2 separate regions of the Drosophila melanogaster genome follow, and region 2 is linked to region 1. A link is a contact called in public Hi-C data. All regions are on one chromosome and are shown on one strand. Each heading gives the region's core, a stretch centred on a gene start, on an enhancer-like site or on the middle of the called end of the contact. The rest is flanking DNA. Distances are from core to core; before and after follow the strand shown. Region 1 holds the start of Ssdp (Sequence-specific single-stranded DNA-binding protein). Region 2 holds the start of hemo (hemotin).

Region 1 (4,269 bases), core at 803-3,302:
AATAAAGCGGATCGAGAAACGAGTGCATCCTTCATTGTATTTTTGGAAAAGAATTAAAGCTTAAAGAACTGTCCTTTTCTAGCCTTAAGATCTCTTATAAGATACAACTAAAAAGGGCCAAAAATTTCAAGGTGCTCTTTAAGGAAGTCGCACTGTAAGTGACGAACAAAAAAGGACTCGCACCATCATCAGTTTGCCATTCCATTCATCGGTTTTCTACCTTTCTCTGCTGCAATTGTTCCCTGTGTTGTGTCTCTGTGTGCGTTAATCAATGTGCAGAAAGCATTAAATTGCCAAGCAATTAGTTAGGGGAGAATAAAAATAACAAGTTAATGCCATTAATTAAAGCTTAATTCAATTACACATAGTTATGAGTCACTTGGATTATCGCACAGCACATTAAACGTAAATTAATACAGATTTGTGGTCCCAACTGGCGAGCAACTTTTCCACTAATGGCGACAGCAGCAGATGCTGCACATGCTGCATGCTTCAGTCCTTGAGAGCAATGCAACTCAGTGTTTTCGATTCGAAATGTTTCTAATTGAATGGCCCGGCGAACGGGTGTGCCTGTGTGTGTGTGCACTTTGGGTGGCTGGGGGCCAGAATTTGCCAACAGTGCACAAAACTAATGTTTGTATGCGAAAGTCAACAGGAGTTTGGAAGCCCTAGCCACAAAACACACCGACATCAGCAAAAAAAAAAAAAAAAAAACAAAAATCTGATTTCGATTCGAATTTAGAGTGAACGGGTGAGAAATGCGACCCTTGGGAAATGTCGCCCTCGATTTTGACAGAATTAGTAATGCAAAGGGATTACCGGGCAAGCGATTTGCCCAATAAAATGTGTCAAATAAAAGTTGACAAAATGGTGAATCGTTCGGTAGCTGCAAAAGCGACATTATTCATTTGGTAAACGATTGTCCTCTGGGGTGTCTCTTGAAAAATAAAAAAGAAAAAGAAAATGGGGTGCACAATCTAAATGTTCCATTTGAATGCCCAACAGATTCGACACTTGAAAACTGGCAGACTAAAAGACCGTATGCAAAATAGGCAAAACTCTTTTGCTATAAAAAACTTGAATGGTTTAAAGTGCCTTGTGGGGGGGGGGGGGGGTACCATTAAAATTCGGTCATCACGTGCTCGTTTTGTAAGTGCAAAGAAAAAAATACGTTTCATTGGTTTTTCAACCATTTTCGAACTTAACTGTTAAAGCCGTTTAATCCGCTTTCCTCTCTTGAGGGCCAGTCAATCAACAGTCCATTTGCTTCAACTGCATGGCGTGGAAATCGCGCGAATTGCAGAACTTTGAATTACAGCAGGAAACCGCAGCGCACGTAGCGCAATCGCGAGCAGTTGCAGTTGCACTAAACCTCAGCACTGTTTATGCCTCGGATCTCTTCAATATTGCTTCGCTTGGGGGGTTTCCATTTGGCGGCAAGCGGAGGTTCTTGCGCACTGAATGCGTTTTGAACAGACACTGTTATTTTTCGAGCCCCAAACATAAACAAACGGGCGTCTGGTCACACTGCCGCTGTTAACCTAACAGCACTGCAGTTGCGGGCCAACAACAATGTAAATGCATATACATGGAAATTCGCCGGCTTTTGTAAGTCCCCGCCCAGCAGTTTAGGTGCAGACCGCAGTCTATAATGCAAGCAAACAACTTACCCATTGGCAACTTAGGTAATCGTGAACTCTTTATCATTAAGGCGTACTATTTTAGCATTTAAGATATATTTTATCCGCGAACTTCTGTACGGTCCTCCTTGGTGAATTGCCAACTACGCTGCCAGACACCCTTAGGCGACCGTGGCAACGCCAAATGAGCTTTTTCCAGCACGCTGGCAGCCCTGTCATAATTAATCGATAATATAATTAAACCTTAATAGAATTTAGCTCATTTAATCACAACCTCCCATTTATTTCATATAAAGCGTACTGCTTAACCTTTACCACACCTAAATAATAAATATTCATTTATTAAAAGCACTGAAAATGGCGTGCTTTTAGTAAATTTTAGTGCGTTTCTCAGCTCGCAGCGGATTATTTAAATGCTCGGCAAACGGTCACACTCGAACGAGACGAAGACGACGACGACGCAACTTGTAGCAGTAAAAATATTTATACGATTTTGCCGTGTTTAAACGATTAAACCAAACTAATAGTTATTTGCAATCAAAGTGAAAATGTGAACGTTGTGTTTGCTTTCGAAATGACATCAATTTAAAATGCATTTCAACGCAATAGCTCTCTGTGAAAATTTCGTACAGGCAAAAAAGAGCCGATTTTTAGTGGAAGAAGAAGCAGCAGCAGCCGAACAGGCAGTAAAAGCAATCGTCGAATACACGGACAAAGCGCACGGCGAATGAAAGGCGTGTGAAGAGAAAACTTGCAAAAATTACAGCAGCAGCAACAACACAGCGGCGGCAGGCAAAAAAGTGTGTTTAGAAAAGAAATTAAAAACACTCGAACATATACATACACACATCCATGCAAAACGAATAAACATACACACACACACCGTCACATAAATACAAGAGAATTGGTGCAAAAAGCTAATAATAAAAAAACGAAGTAAAATAGCGCGCGGTTTAATAATAAATAATTATATGTATGCGCGCAAAACATGTGAAGAGCCGGGGAGCCGCTAATACAAATACGAATACGAAAAATCAATGATTGTAATAAAATTCCGTATTCTCGCTATCGCTCCTCCCTCTCGCCCTGCCGCTCTCGCACTCGCTCCCGCTCTCTCTGCCTCTCTTCTACTCTCTTTCGCGAGCGCAGCAGCAGCAGCCTCTCGAATTGTGTGTTTGTGTTTCTTGTTGATTTTGTGATAAAATTGCAATCAGCAGCACACGACACTCGCCAAAATAAAAGTATTCAAAGTATTAGGGCGTTCACAAAACGACAGATAGCCAAAGCCAACAATAAACAACAAAGGTGCGTATGCAACAGCAGCAACAATATCAACAAACGGCCATCTGTGAAGCTGTGCGTTCGAGTGTGCGTGCGTGTGGTGTGTGCGAGAGTGTGTGGCAAAAAGTAGAACGTGCGAGAGAAAACCCGCGTACCCAATTTGATGACGTCTTCAAATAGACAACAACAATGCAGCAATATCGGCACTAATGTAGATTTTACTCATATTTTTTGTTATTGTTGTACATGCTGACAGCGACGCCAGCAGAGCTCGCGGGCAGCGGCAGCAAGAAAGAGTGAGAGATGGACCGGTATTTTTTGTAGCAGCCACACTGCAAGTTTAGGTACTCAGCCCTTGGGCTTCGTCGTTGATCACAGGTTTTGGGCACTCGAATAGTTTCGCCACCTGGTTTCATAATAGATTCCGATAACACCTTCTGTTTTAAATGATAACAGCTGACAGCCCATAGTTTTCGCTCTCTGTGTACATTCGCTAGTTTGAGTTGAGTTCGCCTTCGACCGCATTCAAATCGGTCGTACAGTTTTCCCAGCCATTGGATATATAGCCGATAGTGCCTAGTAACTGATGCACCTGTCCGCAGAGCCAATTGACCTTATCGCTACGCGCCCTGTCTCTCCGAGCTGTCACTCTGCCAAACCAACCACCCACCCAACCCCAATTGCACCCGCTCGCCCCCGCACAGTGCCACCAATATTTTGGGACCCCGGAGACGAGTTCTGATTTGAATGTCTGTTTGACTGACAGGCGGACTATGCTGCCCGCTGGCCTTTAGGCTTTTAGGTAGCAACCTACCTGTGTACAATGTGTACTAAGCCGAGAGGCCAAGAGCATCACTGTCTGCTCCTCACTCACCTGAGTGGAACGAGGGAGAAGGGAATCCAACAAAGTGGATTCTAAAAGTATTCCACCAAATAATAAAGTTTTTACCTTTAATACAGCTCTAACAAACTCTTAGTGAAAGCGAACACGTTAAGTACTTAAACCTCTGTTAGTCTAATTTTTGTTTTACAAAAACCCAGTAAAAAGTTGTAAAAGATTAATGTTCTAATTCTAAATGGTTATCAAAATAGTTTGTGACAAGGTCGTCTTCCCCTTAAGAAATGCACTAGCAAGTTATACTTTTAATTAAAATAAATCAAAATAATCCAATTACTTAATCAAAGTAAAAGCGAGACACTTTTAATTTCCAATTTAATTTATGTGTCACGAAAAGAAATTTTAAGAATTTTAAGAAAAAATACAAAAATTACGTCATTAAATTGAGTTTAAAGTGTTAAATTAGAAATAAATTTTTCGCCACTTCTTTACTCCTGATTTTATTTAAAC
Region 2 (4,269 bases), core at 540-3,039, 370 kb before region 1:
GTGTGGGGTTTTTGGGGACACAGGACGCCAAACGGGCAACATAAAGCAAACAAATATCACTTGTAATGCTAAATGCGGGCCTGGAATTACAAGGCTTTAATATAACAAGCACAGCTTACAGCACTTTATTATAAACTTTTCTTCTGTTAAGTAATAACTGATATAACTTTAATTTACTTTATGTTAAATAAGTGCTTTTCATAGTATTGAATTCAGCTGCCTTGATATCGAGTTCAAATTCAGTCAATATGACTATATTAACATCACTATCTTCATTTAAGCCCTTGTGGATCAAAGTATCTACCGAAGTATCTGTTCCATTTGCACATTTCGGATGCGTTTGAAAATCCGCTTAAATGCCAACCGAATCGAATCGAAACGAAACAAACCAAACCACGTTCGCCTCAAATCGACAAAGGCTTTCCCACTCCTTCTCCATTTGGAGCCACCTTCGACATGGAGTCAAACACCTGCGAAATTGAATGAGAAATATCCATTCTGTGTGCGTTGTGAGTGTTTTTTTTTTTTTTTTTTTTTGGTCAGTGTGTTTGTTACGCTTGCAAACTTACGCCCCAACTGCCTCGATTATTTTCGAACCTCGAACATAGTTGGTAAAAAACAATTTTATTTCACCGAAAGAATTTTAAGCAATACAAAAGGATTTTCAATGCATGAACTGCAACTTATTTTCTTGTTTTGAAAGAATTCCTATTCGGTTCGATGTGTAGGAAATGTTTTTGTGGCACCTTTAAAATATTTTAAGGCTCCCTTTCGAAGTTCCTTAATGAAATTAATTAAGTGCTAACACCACACATTTATTGTTTATTTGCTTAAAACCCACAATATCTCAGCATCTTTAGTGTGAAAAAACCAAAAAAAAACTGGCTCTACTTTTCTGCGGCGAAATTTTAAATTAAAAGCAAACTTTGCTCATCAGTCTGTGGGTGTGTGGAATGCGGCAGATGTCGAGGTGTTGCTGCGATTTGGCATATATCCATCCATTTTTGTGCTGCTTGTTTTTTGGTTCTTACTCCATCATAAAGCATCAAATGTCAGCAGCACTCGCAGTCAACACAGCAAGGCACAATTTCAAAGTTTGAATTGAGCTGCGTCTGGACGCCGCCGACGCGTTCCCCTGGAGTTCTATATGTTTGTCTAGCTAGCAGTTCTATTTGCAATGGTCCCCAGATTCTGGAGAATCCCCGGAGGGCATCGTCATCAGCGGAATGAGACGAAGAAAACAACAATGAGATGGGACCTTGGCGCCCTTGCATGATTCATTCAAGCTTCTGGCTTATCCACCAACTCGAGTGCATGTGGATCACAAACAGGCATAGTACACAAAGTTCACTAAGAAAGTAAAGTGCTTCATAATAAAGTAATAAATAAAATTAAAGCTAGTCAGTTAGTAAAATGAAAGTGAATGAATAATTTAATATTTCAAACCGATAAAATCATTCGGAAATACGAAAAAAATCGGATAAGAACTCAAATCCGCTGCGAGTATTAATAGCGTTTTATCTGCATTTTTGAGGGAGAGAGAATAAAGTTCTGCAGAGAAAAAATTTTGGTTTTTAAATTAAATCATTGTGAAAATTCAAATAATGACCATGATTAATATTTTAGTAATTATTTCAAAAACAATTGATAGAGAAACTATATAAATATTTACCAAGAAATTCAGAATGTAATAATTATTAGCCCAATATAATTTCTCTGTGTGTATTTGGAGAAAATAAATCGCCATTTGAACGCAAATGCCAAACATTTAAGGGTTCCTCGCTATTTAGTTATATTTCCCCATCCGCACATCGAACGTCGCTTGCAACATGGATTGTTTTAAAGTTTTCGAAGTTGTATTTCAATCGGAAATCAATCCCTTACTGCTGATTCCCGCCGTAGCTACAATTGCACTTACGTTGTGTTGCTATTGTTATCACGGCTATCAGTGGATCCGCGATCGTCGAACAGCTCGCATCGAGGAGCAGCAAGCCCAGTTGCCACTGCCACTGAGTCGCATATCCATCACGCCCGGATGCTCAATGGTGGCCACCACGAAGCTAACGCACAGCCGGAATAGCGTTGATATCTATTAAAATCCTAGCTTTGTAGATAAATCATTAAACACTTCAGCGATGCTTTAATCTTCAATCTTTAAACTTAAGATTATGCTCAAGACATAAACGAGTGGCTATCGAAAGTGAGGATTTGAACTAGTTTATTTTTTGGACAGTGCATCACGATGACTGACAGTCAAATTCACTTGTCCTACTTCATCTGCGGACCGGTCTTCATATTGATGGTATTCATGTACTTCTACTACTGGTATCTGAATGTCCGCGAGTGTCGTAGATCGCGGGGGCGTGAAGCCACGCCTACTTTGCCAGACGATATCTCTGTGGAACGACTGCAAGTCTATTGACAAAGTTAAGTTCATGTGAATCACTGCACTGCGAGAAGCGTTTTTTTTAAACCTTTGTAAAAATAATAATAAATGCCAAGCTTTAAAAAAAAATTGTTTAGTTACGGTATCTATTATATAAGATAATGTTTAAACGATTTTCTAATTAAATAATCTATGAAAAATCAGTTAATGATATTTCTGTGTTAAATAAATCTATAACGACATATGATTATCGCAAATATTAATATTTATATTATTAATTCTTTCCCAGAAATAAGATAACGAAAAGTAAATAAAACGTGTATTGAAAACGAAATGAATGTAAAATGCACACTAGTCACTGACATGATGTCGCCTTGTTTACAATCGGTTATGAATGATTCATTCTGTATCTGAATACCAGTGTTTTTATATGTCTCCGCTCGGATCGCAACCATAAAAAAAGAGTTGCCTGTTGTGTAATAAAATGTTTGATGAGTTCACGGCAGGAACGAAGTACCTTTAAGTACAACTTAAGGTGAAAACGTGATGTCTGTGGGTGTGTGTGTGTGTTTTGGATGGGTGTATTTTGAGAGTTGTTGGTTGCTTACGACGGGCCATAAATTTAGCCAAAAACTTGGCTATGCATCTTCGCTGACGTTTCCTTTCACGACCTGCAAAATTTAGAGCTGCACGGCGGTTTTGATGGTCCTCGGTGGCAGGACGAGATGCGCTAATAAATGACATTTTCATTCACATCCCGGCAACGAAGTCGTCACAGGTAATAAGGGAAATTAAATTAAGCGAATTAAGTGGCCAAAGTGTAAAGTGAGCTTTAAAACAAAGCAAATTGAAGGTAACTCATTTAGAAGTAAAAACTATTAAGAAGCTAAGACGTTTTTCTATTTTACACACATATTAATATATGGATAAAAAAATATTTTTTTTAATATTTAGCTGCATACATATTTTTTGATTTGTATAAAACAAATGAAGAAACATATTGCACTTTCTGGACAGTCTGCAAGTTCTGGAACTGTTTGTTTATTCTAAAAATTCTTGGCTTTTGCTTACTTTCCAAAAAACTTCTTACATTGACAATGCTACAATATTTATAATATTATTTTTTAATTTTCTTCAATAGAAACTTATAAATGAATAAAAAGGTTCTAAAATTACAAATGCTTACCCTTTTTAAATATTTTTTATATTCCTTTAAATACCTCTTAATACATTTATAGAATTTTAAATTATCTTTGCTGTAGATAAATTGCTTTATTTTTCCATTTTAGCTTCTAATTTTTTATTTTCTTGCCAATTTGTTAAGTTTTCCTAACATTTTAGCTGAAGAGTTTCCATCAACTTATTTAGCGCTAGTTTCCCCAGCCAAATGCAAATCGAATTGAATTAGTCAACTTTATTCGCTCATCATTTTGGGTAACTTTTAAGCAATAGATAGATAGATCGTCGTGCATATATATTCTTTATTATGGGACCCATTCAGCCAATGACAGCTCCTTCTGCCACTGCCGTCTCCCTTCTAGCCAAATTGAAACGCTAAAATAATTTACGGCTCAACTGACCAGCTTCGGCTTCTCCTTCGTATCCTGCAGCAGTGTCCTGCCATCTCCTTGATGGCTGGCACGTTAAATGCCATCGAAATGCTCCCAGTTGGAAAATTAGTTTAAAAATACGTTCGTTCGGCAAAGGATAACTTGTGTTCTGCAGCTTCTGCTTATCTTGATACCCTCTGATTGAAATGCAATTGAAACTTCTTCTAAAACAAGAGATACTAACAAGATACTAACACAAAATAAACAATGATTGAAGTGTTTAAATAATTTGTTTAAGCAGAGACCTATTTCCTATATAAATATATCAAAGCT

The links. Hi-C and Micro-C count contacts between places; a contact is called where the count stands out from the background.
Region 2: a contact with region 1 is called in a Hi-C map of the Kc167 cell line, with 2.6 times the contacts expected there. The contact joins the promoter of hemo here to the promoter of Ssdp in region 1. A contact is called at or near these places in 2 of 107 Hi-C or Micro-C datasets (the Kc167 cell line and embryo).

The regions. Positions count from the first base shown.
Region 1 is chr3R:18,197,378-18,201,646 of dm6, reverse strand. Ssdp (Sequence-specific single-stranded DNA-binding protein) reads left to right here and starts at 2,052. Exons shown (of 2, transcript NM_169794.2): 1 at 2,052-2,440. It overlaps CG7985, which reads right to left and starts at 1,790. Exons shown (of 4, transcript NM_001275770.1): 1 at 1,671-1,790.
Region 2 is chr3R:18,562,693-18,566,961 of dm6, reverse strand. It overlaps hemo (hemotin), which reads left to right and starts at 1,789. Exons shown (of 1, transcript NM_001300464.1): 1 at 1,789-2,698. The coding sequence starts at 1,830. The coding sequence ends at 2,096. It overlaps CG43210, which reads left to right and starts at 1,789. Exons shown (of 1, transcript NM_001300463.1): 1 at 1,789-2,698. The coding sequence starts at 2,243. The coding sequence ends at 2,422.